Regions from separate parts of the Oryctolagus cuniculus genome. Here region 2 is linked to region 1. A link is a contact called in public Micro-C data. All regions are on one chromosome and are shown on one strand. The core of a region is the stretch at or near the end of the contact, and the rest is flanking DNA. Distances in the headings are between cores, read along the strand shown. Region 1 holds the start of EIF3M (eukaryotic translation initiation factor 3 subunit M). Region 2 holds the start of LOC100346516.

Region 1 (7,685 bases), core at 3,251-5,750:
CTGCACCCATATGGGATGCTGGAGCTTTAGGCCAGGGCATTAACCCACTGCGCCACAGCACTGGCCCTATAATGAACTTTGTAAAAAGGATTTATTTATTTGAGAGAGCTCTTCCTTCCCCTGGTTCACTCCCACATAGCCACAACAGTCAGGTGGCTGCCCTGGGTGGAAGCCAGGAGCTTCTTCCAGGTATCCCAGGTGGGTGCAGGAGCCTAAGAATTTGGGTCATCCTCCATGCTTTCCAAAGTACATTAGCAGGGAATGGGATTGGAAGTGGAGCATCTGGGATACCAACCGGCACCCATATGGGATGCTGGCATTGCAGGTGACAGCTTAACCTGCTATGCCACAATCCTAGCCCCTATTTTGAACTTTTTAAGAAATGCCACTGTTCTGCAAGATGATGAAATCATTTTACAGTCCCAGTTGTGGTAAATGAGCATTCCAGTTCCTAAATCCACCAACACTTGGCTTGTTCATTTAAAAATTGTAGACATTCCAGTAGGTATGAAGGCTCCTTCACTATAGCTTTAATTTATGCTTCCCTAATAACTAATGGTGTTGGTATCTTTCCTTGTGCTTATTGGATATCTAAATATATTCTTTGGTGAAGTCTTTCAAACTTTTTTCCCACTTTTTTATTGCGTTGTTTTCTTATTATTGAGTTTCTGAAGTTCTTTATTCTGGATCCAATTCGTTATCAGAAATGTAGTTTGCCAGTATTATTTTTCCCAGTCCATGACTTATCTTGTCAGTCTCTTTTTTTTATGAATTATTTTTTATTTAGTAAATATAAACTTCCAAAGTACAGTTTATGGATTACAATGGCTTCCCCCCACCCATAATTTCCCTCCCACTCGCACCCCTCCCATCTCCCACTCCCTTTCCTCTCCCATTCCATTCACATCAAGATTCATTTTCAATTATCTTTATATATAGAGATTGATTTAGTATATATTAAGTAAAGATTTCATCAGTTTGCACCCACACAGAAACACAAAGTGTAAAAATACTGTTTCAGTACTAGTTATAGCATTACTTCACATTGGACAACACATTAAGGACAGATCCCACATGAGAAGTAAGTACACAGTGACTCCTGTTGTTGACTTAACAATTTGACACTCTTGTTTATGGCGTCAGTAATCTCCCTAGGCTCTAGTCATGAGTTGCCAAGACTATGGAAGCTTTTTGAGTTCGCCGACTTCGATCTTATTCCGACAGGGTCATAGTCAAAGTGGAAATTCTCTCCTCCTTTCAGAGAAAGGTACCTCCTTCTTTGATGGCCCCGTTCTTTCTACTGGGATCTCACTCACAGAGATCTTTCATTTAGGTCTTCTTCTTTTTTCTTCTTCTTTTTTTTTTCCCAGAGTGTCTTGGCTTTCCATGCCTAAAATACTCTCATGGGCTCTTCAGCCAGATCTGAATGCCTTAAGGGCTAATTCTGAGGCCAAAGTGCTATTTAGGACATCTGCCATTCTATGAGTCTGCTGTGTATCCCACTTCCCATGATGGATTGTTCTCTCCCTTTTGGATTCTATCAGTTAGTATTAGCAGACACTAGTCTTGTTTGTGTGATCCCTTTTGTCAGTCTCTTAACATTGTCTTTCAAAGAGCAGGGATTCTTAATTTTCAAAATAAGATTTATTTGAAAGGCAGGGTGAAAGAGAGGAAAAAACAGATATATAATCTTCCATCTACTGGAATCTACTCCCCAAATTGCCACAAAAGCCAGGGTTGGGCCAGGCCGAAGCCAGGAACCAGGAACTCCATCCAGGTCTCCAACATGGGTGACAGGAGCCATCTTCTGCTGCTTTCCCAGGTGCATTAGCAGAAAGCTGGATGGAAAGTAAAGTAGCAGAGACTCAAAGCATCATTCCAATATGGGATGGCAGGATTACAAACAGTGGCCACAATGCCAGCACCAGTTCCTAATTTTAATGAAGTCCAATTTACCAATTTTTAAATCATGCTTTCAGAGATGTATCTTTAAAATCTTTACCCAACCCAAACATACAAAATTTTTTCTATGTGTTCTTCTGGAAGTATAGCATTTCTGATTTTATACTTAAGCCTAAGGTTTTTAAGGTAAATTTTCCATACCTTACAAGGTATGGATTCCAGTTTCCCTTGTCTCACATATTGATATTTAATTGTTCCAGCACCATTCCTTGCAAAGATTAAACTGTCTTTGAATCTTGGTCAGAAATCAGTTAACTATGTTTTCATTTATCTCGGTGCTATGTTGTTCCTTTGACCTAGGATCCATATGCCAACATCACACTGTCTTGATTTCTGCTACCAATTTGCATTCCCATAAGCAATTTATTAGAGTTCTAGTTGCTCCCCATCTTCGACAGATCTTAATATTGCTAGTTAAAATTTTTCTTTGTAGCTATTCTATAACTGTGTAGTTGTATCTCATCATGGTTTGAATAAGTTGCACACTGACTTGTTTACTTACCACAGAGTTTTGCACCACTTTTTCATGACTGAATTTTCGATAGTCTCTTTAAAAAAACAAGCAACAACACTGTCTCAGGTGTGTCATCAATGCCTCCTTATGTTTTCTTGCCTTTCCAGATAAGAGTAAGGCTTGCAATCAATGTAAGTAGTTTGCTCCCAAATATTACAATGCAGGGACTTAAATTCAGGACAAACCTTTGGGGTCACCTTGACTTCCTCTTTCTCTCACACTCCATATCTGATCTGTTCGCAAATCTTACCAGTTTCACCAATACAAAAAAAATCCATAATCCAATCAATTTCCCATTCGCACTCCACCATCCACTCTTGCCTGGCTTTCTGCAATACTTTCCTAACTGGTCCCTCTGCTGATCCACTTTAAGTCAGTTTCCAACATGCTTGCCAGAGTGATCGTTTATCAGAGTTATCCCTTACCAAGAAAAAAAATTAATCACCTCACACCAACCAAAATCCATCAGAAGCTTCCCGATTCCTTAAGAGCTAAGGCTTAAACTTTTACTGTGACCTACAAGCGCCTCCACCCCACCTGTCAATGATTAAGTCATCTCCTATCGCTCTCCCCTTACTCAAACCGTGCCCACAGGTCTCCTGGCACCTGCCTCAGGCCCTTTGCCTTGCTTTCTTTTACATGAAAGCTTCCCTGAAGATCTGTCATTACTTTTTCATTTCCTTCAAGTCACAATACATTTGAGTCATTTTGATTACTCTAGCTAAAAAGGCGCGAGTGGCTGTGTGCGTGGGCACACCCACCTACCTGCACACCTTTTCTGTGTTTATCTTTTTTTTTTTTTTTTTTTTTTTTTTGACAGGCAGAGTGGACAGTGAGAGAGACAGAGAGAAAGGTCTTCCTTTGCTGTTGGTTCACCCTCCAATGGCCGCCGCGGCCGGCACTCTGCGGCGGGCGTACCGTGCTGAACCGATGGCAGGAGCCAGGTGCTTCTCCTGGTCTCCCATGGGGTGCAGGGCCCAAGCACTTGGGCCATCCTCCACTGCACTCCCTGGCCACAGCAGAGAGCTGGCCTGGAAGAGGGGCAACCGGGACAGAATCCGGCGCCCCGACCAGGACTAGAACCTGGTGTGCCGGCGCCGCAAGGTGGAGGATCAGCCTGTTGAGCTGTGGCGCTGGCCTCTGTGTTTATCTTAATAGCGCTACGTAACGTGTCCCACACAGTATTATTTAATAAGAGCTAATACCGTGCTCACCTGTTCTAAGTGCTTTCTACTTTAATTTGCTTATTCCTCACAACCCCATGAAGTTGTCAAATTGAGCAGTGTGACCTGAGGATGGCCCCTCTCCTCCAGGCCTCATAAGAGGAACTGCCAAAGGACTACGTGAAAGACTTTAGTACACTCTTACACCAATCGAAACTGAGCGTCAGGCAATGTCAGGTGATCACCTAACACCAATAAAGCAAAGCACCTAGCTGTTGCCAATCAAGGCGTCTGTCCCTCATTTCCGTTCTCTGACCATAAATGCTGCCGGACCGAGCTACAGGCCAGAGCTGTTCTGGTTCTGAGGGCTGCTAAGTTTCCAAATCGTTCGTTGCTCAGCGAAACTGTTAAGCTGAACCTGTCTTAGGGTTTTTTCCTTCGAACCAGGTAAGTACCCAAAGGGAAACGCAAACCCGGAAGTTTATAGGCAGTGGCCCTCGAGCGATGCAGCTGGGATTCCATCGCTTGAGTCCTTGCTGTAAAAGCACGATGCACCCTGGGCTGCCTTCCGAATTCCTTGTTAGCGGTTTGCGTTCCGTGTGTGCCTTCAAATGAGAGTGGCCTGCGCGAAGGCTGTCTTGGGGCCGCCCAGAGCGGGTTCCACAGCCTGGGCGGTGTGGACACCGAGGCAGGGCCCCGCAGCTGCTCCTGGCAGTTCTTGTTCTCGCACAAGTCATTTTCACTGCCCAATAGGCTTACACTTGCAGGGCTCAGGATGGTGACACCGCAGGGAGGAATCCCGGATACGAAGCCCAGCAGGTCCCGCCCACGAGCCCCGCCCAGCGCGTCCGCCACGCCCCCAAGCCTCAGCTGTCGTACGCCCTGGGATTGGCTTCCGCGGCCCTGCCCCACTAGGACCCGGGCCCGCTGACCCGGAAGCAGTTTGCGGAGCCGCCGCGCGGCTTTGCTCCCTTTTCCGGTCGGCGTGGTTTGCGAGTGGAGCGTCCGCGGTTCCCGGGCCTTCGCCATGAGCGTCCCGGCCTTCATCGACATCAGTGAGGAAGACCAGGTGTGCTCCCGGGCGCCGCGGGTGCCGCCGGGGTGGAGTGGGGGGGGGACGTCTCGGGCGTGAGGGACCGCGGCCGAGCTGGGGCCGGGCGGACGCGACGCCGCCCTGCGGAGCCCACTCCGGGGCGCCCGTCGCGTAGGTGCAGGCGTAGAGAGGCGGCGAGGCAGGCGGGGACACGCGTCCCGGGGCTGCTGGCCGGCGAGGCCCGCCAGCCCGCTTCCTGGTCGGCGTCGGGACTCTGCTAGCCTGCTGTCGGACGGCCGAGAAGTTTCTGACGAGGAACGGTGTCTGCTTCCGTCTTCCGAGTGCAGCAGCCGCCGCCGCTGTGGGAGGTGGCGAGTCGGTAGCCCACAGGAGCAGTCCGGCAAAGGTCATCGCGTGGTGACGATCAGAATGCATTTGGGGTTGTGCAGTCACAGAGGCAGGGCTGGCCCGTGTGTTTTCACTCGTCCTTGTGCACGAGTGGGAATTGTTCTGTAACCCTGTGCAAGTGTCCGCTCCATAGCGCTTAGTGGGCGATTCTGATATTTTTAAATTGACTGGAGTTTGCTCTTTGATGTGCAGAGCCGATGTTTACAATTTCCCCCGTAATAAAAGTTTAGTTGGTGGGAATTAAACCCAACATGCCATTACATAGTCTTTAATTTTTTATAGCTAACAACTCTGTGAAGTAGTATAAGCTTGTCATTTTTTTCTACTACTAGAATGTGGAAATTTTGTTTTTCATAGCTTCATTCTGATCTAACATCTAGAATTGTAGGTAGGACTTTTTTTTCCTCTCATGGTAGGAATGCAGTCCTACACCTCTGAAAAGTAAGAAGGGGATAGATAAAGCAACGAGAAATGCCAAGGGTAAGGAGGGAGGTGAGCACAGAAAGGAAAATGAAAGACCAAAAAAACCAAGCATTTTGCCAACAATCGGCTGTTAAGTTCCTGAAAAAGAAGTTACATACATACTGTAAGGAACCTGATGGAGGAAGTTCTTGTCATTGATCTTATTTTAAGTGGCCCTTTTTAAGGCTCTGCTACTGTTCTTAGAACGCATCCGTTTCACACCAGCTGTTCCTTTCAGGAAAATACCAATTCCTTCCAGAGTTCAACTGCTCAAATTTTCAGCTTGGTTAGAGTTGAAAAATGGGCAGTTCTTTCCCTGTACTTGCTTTCCGTTGCTTGTACTGGTCCATAACCACTTGTTAGCTAGTGAGGATAGCATAAAAACAGTAAACTGTTCAATAGTTCTCGGAAAGTTTGCTTTTTTTTTTTTTTAAGATTTATTTCTTTATTTGAAAATCAGAGTTACACAGAGAGAGGAGAGGCAGAGAGAGAGGTCGTCCTCCATCCGCTGGTTCACTCCCCAATTGGCCACGACGGCCGGAGCTGTGCTGATACAAAGCCAGGAGCTTCTTCCAGGTGTCCCACATGGGTACAGGGGCCCAAGGACCTGGGCCATCTTCTACTGCTTTCCCAGGCCATAGCAGAGAGCTAGATGGGAGGTGGAACAGCTGGGACTCAAACTGGCACCCATATGGGATGGCAGCACTGCAGGTCGGCGTTAACCCGCTGTGCCACAGTGCTGGCCTGGGAGAGTTTGCTTTCTGTCTACAAATTAGGAAGTGAACAAATGCCTTTAATTTTATTTCAATCAAATTGTATGTTTCCTTCATGAAGAAGCATGCATTCTAGTATTTAAAAAGTTACTTTATTTGAACTGTGCAGAGGGAGGCAGAGATACTCTGTCTATTCACTCCCGGAATGCCTGCAACAGCTAGGACTGGCCTAGGTCAAAGACAGGAGCCTGGAGCACAATCCAGGTTTTCTAGCTGCCAGGGTGCCATAGACTGCAGCCATCTCCTGCTACTTTACACAGGGAGCACGCCAGCAGGCAGCTGGGCCAGAAGTGCAGTCGCTGGGACTCACAGGCACTCTGGATGTGGGTGTCCTGACTGTTGGGGAGCGTGCCTGGCTGTTCAGTCATATTTTTGTTGTCTCTGATAATGGTGATACTTGTTTTGAATCTTGCTTGTAATACAACTCTTATGTTAAAGGATAGCACTATTGGATCTACAGTTTTAATGTATTTTTGTGGGGTTTCTAAACGTACTTATGGGGTTTAAAAATCATGGTCTCCCCCTGTTTGTGTGTGTAATCTAGAAAATGTGATACTTGCACATTTACAGGTGGTATTCTTTCATCTGCCTGTTTGACTTCTTCATTTTTGTTATCTTAAAAGCCATCTGAGGCCGGCACTGCAGCTCAATAGGCTAATCCTCCGCCTTGCGGCGCCAGCACACCGGGTTCTAGTCCCGGTCAGGGCGCTGGATTCTGTCCCAGTTGCCCCTCTTCCAGGGAGTGCAGTGGAGGATGGCCCAAGTCCTTGGGCCCTGCACCCCATGGGAGACCAGGATAAGTACCTGGCTCCTGGCTTCGGATCAGCGTGGTGCGCTGGCTGCGGTGCGCAGCGCGCCGGCTGGGGCAGCCATTGGAGGGTGAACCAATGGCAAAAGGAAGACCTTTCTCTCTCTCTCTCTCTCTCTCACTATCCACTCTGCCTGTCAAAAAAAAAAAAAAAAAAAAAAAAAGCCATCTGGATTCCTGTTTGGCAACAGTAAACACCAAGCTCTCAAAGGAAGGCATTGGTAGAGATGTGTAGGTACTATGTCTGGATGACGTCATGTGGTATGGGACCTGTGCCTTTAATATATACAAAGGGGCTTTCTGGCCTGGGCCTGCATTTGGCATTTGTTTCATAGATGTAATTCGACACAAATATTGTATTCAAGGCAACATTCACAAGCATTATCTTTTTATATCCCCCAAAATGCTTTATCTTGAATAGATTCTCAGTACTCAACATATCATTACCCTCTTGCTTAGAAAATGTCTATAATTTTTCTAGTACCTGTGTTTACATATACACTTGAACAATAAAAGATTCATTACTTTCCAGAAAAGTTGAATTTACCAAGTCACATTGGTT
Region 2 (7,685 bases), core at 1,368-3,867, 290 kb before region 1:
GTTTCCAGAACATCTGGTTCCTCCTACAGCTCTCGTCTCTGAACTCGCTCACTGGACGCCCAAGTTCTGGCCAGGGGCGGGTGGCCAGGGGATCTGTAAGGCCCCATGACCCCATGTGACCTCAAGGAAAGGCGTGTAGTCCCAGACTCTGCACTCTGGTGCTGCTGCCCACGGCAAGGTTCTCAACCATCAGTCCCCAGGGCAGCAGGATAAATCCAACCTCTCCTGCCCCTGCTCCCAGCCTCCTCCTTGTAGACTCGGTTTCTGAGAACCACACAGGAATCCAGGGTGTTTGCCAGCAAGCAGGCCAGACAGCAGCCTCGTGAGCCACAGGGAAAGGCTCTGACTTTCGCAGCCTGTCACTCCTCTAATAATTCCCTGTGCCTGGAGTCCAACAAAAACAGAGTATCTTTCACAAGCAGCTCCCGCCACGCACGGACCTTGGAACCTCACAACACAGCCAAGCACAGGAAGGTGCCAGGGGGTCAGACGGTTCGTGTGGCCAGCAGTCCCCAGGCCTCTGGGGGAGAGGCCCAGTTGCTCTCCAGTCCAAAATCCAGGCCCAAGAGAAACTGTCTGAAGACTCAGCTGCTTCCTGGTCCTATTTCCCAGGACTGGCCTGAAATACAGTGGGTGGGACCCCAACAAGGACCAGCAGGTCGGGCAGCAACTGCACCCAAGCCAATCCAGGGAAGCACGCAAGGGATAGGGGCCTGGAGACCAAGGACGTTTTCTTAAAGGTCACATTCTCTTAGCGAGTGCTCCCCACGCTGCACCCTATGCTGCAAACCTTCTTAAAGGACTACTAAGTACCTGTCCTGGTAGACGCCGTGAGTAAGGAAGAGGGTACAGTAAGCAAAAGAGCAAAATTCCTACCTGTAGGACTTATATTACTAAGGGGATGGAAGACCGAGGATAATCAAACTCAAATGATCATTTCAGACAATGAGTCGTTTGGAGCGGATGTTAGGTTAAGATGCGGCTTGGGACACCTGCATCCCATAACAGAGGGCATGAGATTGAGTCCTGCCTACTCTGTTTCCCATCCAGCTTCCTGCTAAGGCACCTGGAAGGCAGTTGTTGACCAAGTACTTAGGTCCCTGCCATCCCCGTGGGAGACTCAAACTGAGTTCAGGGCTCCTGCCTTTGGCCAGGCCCAGCCCCAGCTGTTACCGGCATTTGGGAGGTTAGGTAGCTGGTGGAAGATCTCTCTATTTCTCTATCTCTCCACCTTTTAAATAAAATGGAAATAAATAAGACTTGAAAGACAGTGATGGGTGCTTTGAAAAAAAAAAAATCGTCACTGCTTAAGATGACACAGGACATGGGTGTTTATTTGACCTGAGATCTGACATTCTAGCAGAGCAAAGTATAAGACGCAGGCTTCAGATGAGGGGTTTAAGAAAAGTTTATGACAACTTCAGTGTCCTCAAAACTCTAGTACAAAGGTAAGAGCTATTTTCTCTTAAGATCAAAGCATTGTGTTGGAAAGAAACTTCCTCTTGGCTTGAGACAAAGATGCACTACGAATGTGTGTGAATATATATGTCTCGCGAGGGTCTTTTTTAAAAGCCTTTCATGTCCGTTATCCTTTAAACTTTTATAATATAGGTTGAAAGCACGATACAATCTTGAACTTGCAGTTCGTGTACTCTGAGGTCTTTTTCTCAGAACTAAAGACTTCCACTCTGCTGGGACGTGATCTCCCAGATGCCGAATCTGCAGTGAGAATGAGGTGTCCTTCGAAAGGCAACTCTGTAAAGAAAAAAGCTGCGGCACAAGGATTCCCGAGGTGGGAGTGCAGGAAGGGGAGGTGGTTGTTTTTGTCAATATTCCTTTTTCCTTATTAAGACAGGCAAGAAAAGAATACATTGTATGGCCTCCTTGTCCTCGAGGTTAACGAAGTGTTCTGAGGAACTGCCATTTCTGTTGCGTCTCCTAACACGGCCTACATCCTCTCCAGGCTATATTAAAAGTTGCAAAGTGCACGAGGTCTGCACGAACCCCCTGCACAGTGCACGCGTCTGCGCACGCACACGTTTGCTTTCCTCTGGGGACTGAATTTCTCGGGGAGCCTTCAGGCCATATTTCTCCCTAGGCTCTTATTAAAACCAGGTGTGCGGAAAAACAGGCCTTTTTGGACAGAAAAGCCTTCGCTTGACCCAAAGCTCCCCCTTCCGGTGTGTTTTCTAGCGGGGTTTGGGGAACCGAGCGCAGGAAGCAGGCGGCGCAAGGGAGTACACAGGCGCGACGGGGGACGCGGGAGTCCCGCCACGCGGGAGCTCGGGGGCGCTCACGGGACGGCCCCAGGGAAGCCGCTCGGCCCCGACAGGCGGAAGAACGGCCGCACGATCGCCACGCCTCGGAAGCCGCAACCCCGGCGGGCCCCAGGCCCCGGCGGCCCAAGCTCCGGGCGCGCGGAGGAGCCCGCGGGACGCTTCCCCACGGCCGGGCCCCGAGCTCCAGCACGTTCGAGGGCCCCGCAACGCTTACCCTGGGCCGCCGGCGTCGCTCCCGCCGCCAGTGAGAGGGGCGGGTCGCGAGTGACGTGGGGCCTCGGGCAGCAGAGCGCCCCGCGCGGCACCAGGAGCCGCTCCCAGCCTGCCGCGCGCCCGGGGACTCTGCACTCCCAGGAGCCCCGCGCGGGCTCCTACTCCCGCGACCTTTGACCCGAGGAAGCCGCTGTAGGAGGGTGGTCGTGCCCCTCGCTGACCGATTTCTTCCGCGCCCAGCCGGAGCGGGACTCCCAACAGCTTTGGCTAGGGAGAGTAGAGAGAGGCTACAGGAAGAGGACCGTCGTCAGGGCGCAGAGAGGAACAGGGAACTCCCAAAAATATGCTTCCAGATTTTAGACGGCCATTTCCTGTTCCTTGGTCCAAAAAGCAATCCCGCTGTTTTGGGTTTTTTGGTTGGTTGGTTGGTTTTGTGGTCCTCCCCCCTCCCTAATTACTATTTTAAAAGCCCATTACCATGGCTTCCAGAGAGGACTGCAAGAATTTTAAAAACCTCCAGGAGAGAGAGCTGCCAGACCAGCTTAGCACTACTGCCCCAAAAGGTTACCTGACATATCGGCTCTGTAAAAACTCCGGGGTGGGTCACCGAGCCCATCTTCTGGGCCTGGTGCCCTATTTAACAGTTTAAAAAAAAAAAAAATTTATTGTCAGTCTATCCTCCAAGATCCTGTGACAGGTAACAAGGGAAATTCCAGAGAAGTTTCCAGATTCATGCAACTTGGCAATTTCTGAGATATGCAGTCTAAGCCGGGTTCTCAAACTGTGGTCTGTGGACCACCTGCATCAGATTCCCTGGGGGTCCTTGTTACAGGTTCAGATTTAAGGCCTATAGTATAGCTGACAAATTAGACTACAGCCAGGAGGCCCAGAAATCTGCATTTTAACAAGCTTGTGAGATGTCTCTTCACTGTAATTTGAGAATTACTAGACTTGGCCCCTTACTTGACTGTGCTGAACTGGTGCTTGCTTTTTCCATCTGGAGCCCTTCCTCAAAACTCTCAGCAGTGTAAAACATTCTTTAAACAACAACAACAAAAAGAACACTTTGAAGTTTGGCTTCCAAACCAGTGTGCCTTATTTCAGAGTCATGAATTTTTTAAGCGAAATTATGCCTCAAGCATTACTTCCCACTACTATAGGAGTCTAAACACATCCTGATGGTAAGTAGGTGGATTATGCTGTGTGCAGTCCACTAATCTCAGGCTGTTTGTCATTCTAAGCCAGACACACCACCACCACCCCGCCCTGCCAGTTTTTCTTCTACTACTTCCCTCAGGTCTGGGTCAGCACAGTTTTCTTTAGGCCAGACCAAAGCTGAGTCTCTGATCATGATGACTTCCAAGATGAAGTACACAACAGAAAAATCCACAGGGCCTTTGGACTGATTTGTAGCCACATAGAATCCCAGCATTCCCAAACATGTGTTTGCAGAAACTTTATTTGACAAAGCACCTTATGGGATTGGTGAGCTATCAAAAGTGGTTCTGTTAGAAAGAGCGCTGAATCAAGTTTGAGGAAATGAAGGCAGAATTTTTGCCACAAAGATGTTCAACATGCTGTTGCTTATAAAGAATGGGGAAGTAATTCAGATTTGTAAAGCAGTAGAAAGTTGGTTAAATACATTATGATGCCTTTATAAGAAGGGATACGAAGCAGCTACTGAGCACTGTATTTCAGAGCGTATCTTTTTTTTTTTTTTTTTTTTTTTTTTGACAGGCAGAGTGGACAGTGAGAGAGAGAGAGAGAGAGAAAGGTCTTTCTTCCGTTGGTTCACCCCCCAAATGGCCGCTACAGCCGCCGCGCTGCGCCAATCCGAAGCCAGGAGCCAGGTGCTTCCTCCTGGTCTCCCATGCGGGTGCAGGGCCCAAGCACTTGGGCCATCCTCCACTGCCTTCCCGGGCCACAGCAGAGAGCTGGACTGGAAGAGGAGCGACCGGGACAGAATCCAACGCCCTGAGCGCCGCAGGTGGTGGATTAGCCTAGTGAGCCACAGCGCCAGCCAAGAGCATATCTATTTACATGGAAAGATGTTATTGCTAAGGCCGGCTCCGCTGCTCAATAGGCTAATCCTCCGCCTAGCGGCGCCGGCACACCGGGTTCTAGTCCCGGTCGGGGCACCGGATTCTGTCCCGGTTGCCCCTCCTCCAGGCCAGCCCTCTGCTGTGGCCAGGGAGTGAAGTGGAGGATAGCCCAAGTGCTGTATGCCTACAGAACATTGATACAGAAAGGTTTTAGTTACTTATAAAGAAAACAAATGAGTTACCAAGAAAGGAGCAAGAATCAGAGCAACTTCAGACCTCTCAACAGCAGCACCCAGAGTTGGAGAGCAGTAAAGCCACTTCTTAGGGTAGTCTTGAGCTCCATGCTATACATCATATTAGTTCTTTGCAGTTTATTCTCACAGCAAGTCTATGAATAGACCCAACTCCGTTTGACAAATAGATATCAGAGATCCAAAGTAACTCACTCAAAATGGCACATTTAATAAATAGTAGTGCTAGCTCCAAGTCAGTCATCCTAATTGGGACATCACATGGGACTAGTGCCCTCAAAATAAAATACATCCAAACCAGAATTAATGTTTCCAACCAAGTTATCAGTAAGTAAGAAGAAGGTTGATATAAGCATTATTTAGGTGTGTATGTTCTCAAAAAATGTATACTAATATCCCTTTCCCTTATCCACAATTAGCTCTCTGAATATTAAACAGAAAATTTCACAAGTCATAAGTTGTAAATTGATGCTGTTCTGGATAGTGTGATAAAAATGCCTGTGAACTTCCTTTTCTCCAGTGTATCCCTGCTATGTCTGCTACCCACCTGTTAGTCACTTCTAGCTGTCTCTTATTTAACAGTGACCTCAAAGTGCAAGAGTAGTGATGGAAAGGAGACAGGAAGCATAAAACACAGAAAAACATTAATTTTGACACTGTGAGCAACAGTGTAAGACATTTAGAACAAAACACCACTTTACATGTAGGGATTGACGCTATCTACTGGGAGAACATAGCCCCTGTAGATAAGGGAGGACCACTGTACCTTTCATACCCCCTTTATTTAAAACTACTAGAAAAAGAATTAATATTGTATGATTCCACTTATGTGTTATACCTAGGACAAATACATAGAGACAGTAGGATTGTGGATGAGGAAAGGGAGTCATTGTTTAATGGATATGGAGTTCCAGTTTGGGATGACAAAAAAGTTCTAACAATGGAGATGATGGCTCCAAAATAATGCCAGTGTATTAATGCCACTGAACTGTACACTTAAGAAGAGTCAAAATGGTAAAATACCATATTGAATGCCAACTGAAGAGCAAGGTGAAAGGAACCCCTGGGGCTAATGATGGGAGAGCCAAGGGTGGCTGGTGGGTGGCAGGCTCAGAGAGCAACCCTTCCAGGTCAGAGCTGGTCAGAAGGTCCAGGGAACCAAGTCTCCAAAAAGGTGAACTCAGTGAAAACAAAACTGATTGTTACCTTATTGAGAGGACTTGTAACCGAGAGAGAGATTGAGGCTAAATTAATAACACAAAAATATAAGCAAGTAAGCAAAATATAAGATGATTATTCTGGGGAAACTCCAAGTTGTGATAGAAAAGAGTAATCTTGGTACACTTGGATACTACAATGCTTGGCAGTGAATTGCATAGGCCTAATTGTGGTAAATGTGAACACTAAATGTCTACCAAATCATGGTAATTCTGCCTTTGGCTGATTAAGATGCCTGCATCCCAATTCAAAAAGTTCCTAGATTTGAAACCCAGTTCTGCTCCCAATTCCAGCTTCTGACTAATGCATACCCTGGGACATAGTAGGTGATGTCTTAAGTAATTGGGTTCCTGTCATTCATATGGGACACCTAGACCGAGTTCCCAACTCCCAGCTTTAACCTGGGTCAGCCTCAGCCATAGTGAACCAGTGCACTTGCTCTCCTCTTCTCCCCTCCCCCTGAAATAATTTTTTGTTGTTGTTTTAGTTTTAGTTTTTATTTTTTTAAAAACCTCCATCAAGAAGATGAGGTATGAGCAGTGTGCCAGGTGGGCAGGTGAGGATTGAAAACTGAATCCTTATACATTCCATAATGGAAATTAATAGACAAAATCTAAAGAATAAAAACCAAGACATGATTAGACATATGTGTTAAATACCAAAATAAGCAGCTAAGAGATTGAAGAGCAGTTGCCTCTAAGAAGCAGGGAATTGAGGACCAAGGGTTATCCCCAAACTGCTACTACTTTTTGTGATAAACCGTGTAGAACTATGTGACTTGATAAACCAAATAGATGTATAAGTTGTGTAAAAAGTCAAAACTAATTTTTTAAAAAGATAACCAACACAACTCTCAAGCTCCTCCAGACAGTCCAGAAGAGTCTGCCTCTTATTTTCTCAAATTAGACTTACTTTTCTTCTCAAGTGAGTGTTGCCTGTATGACAACACTATTCTCTATCACTGTAGACTCGTTTTCATAAAACAGGGCTTTCATGTCAGCCTTCACACTTAACCATCACTTTCATTATTTCTCTGAAGAAAGATATTTTGACTCCTACCCAAGCAGTTTCCCAAAAAAGTTCAGAACTCTTCTTGTGTATTAATTGGGGACCATGCTATCCATTACCACAAGGCTCTATGATTGAAAGACATTTAAAAATGAGAGAACATTGAGAGTGTAGTCAACATTGTGGTTGCAGTCAACATTGCTGGGTGCAGTAAGTGAGTGATGTAGCTACTGGAAAAAAGGCAGGGTCAGCAGGAAGACATCATCCAAAGGCTCAATTCAAGCTGAACCTGGAAAGATGGATTGTGGGTTGTATAAATGATGGTATCAGGGCTACTCCATGCCAGTGACAGATGCTTAACTCAAACTCAGTAAACCAGAAATGGAATTTATTGGCTCACCTAACTCAGACATCCCAAGGGATCTGGCTTCAGGCAAAGATTGATCCTGGGCCCCAAAGTAATACCAAATTCTCTCTACCTGCGTTATTCTCTTCTACAGCCCCAGTCTTCCACTCCCAGCTTTTATGCATGGGGTGGTGATGGGGTGGGCGGGTAATTTTCTATCAGAATCCCAGGGGAAGAACCTGATTGGTCCTCCATGGGTTCAGGTGGATGAGTGCTATGACAGGCCAGGCCTGAGTCAGCTGCCAGAAAAGGGAAGGTGGGAGATGAA

What was found. Hi-C and Micro-C count contacts between places; a contact is called where the count stands out from the background.
Region 2: a contact with region 1 is called in a Micro-C map of ear pinna, with 6 times the contacts expected there. The contact joins the promoter of LOC100346516 here to the promoter of EIF3M in region 1. A contact is called at or near these places in 4 of 6 Hi-C or Micro-C datasets (ear pinna, embryonic fibroblasts, skin fibroblasts and 1 more).

Annotation. Positions count from the first base shown.
Region 1 is chr1:33,318,387-33,326,071 of mOryCun1.1, reverse strand. EIF3M (eukaryotic translation initiation factor 3 subunit M) reads left to right here and starts at 4,500. Exons shown (of 11, transcript XM_002709033.5): 1 at 4,500-4,708. The coding sequence starts at 4,667.
Region 2 is chr1:33,605,227-33,612,911 of mOryCun1.1, reverse strand. It overlaps LOC100346516, which reads right to left and starts at 2,617. Exons shown (of 5, transcript XM_070071938.1): 1 at 2,494-2,617.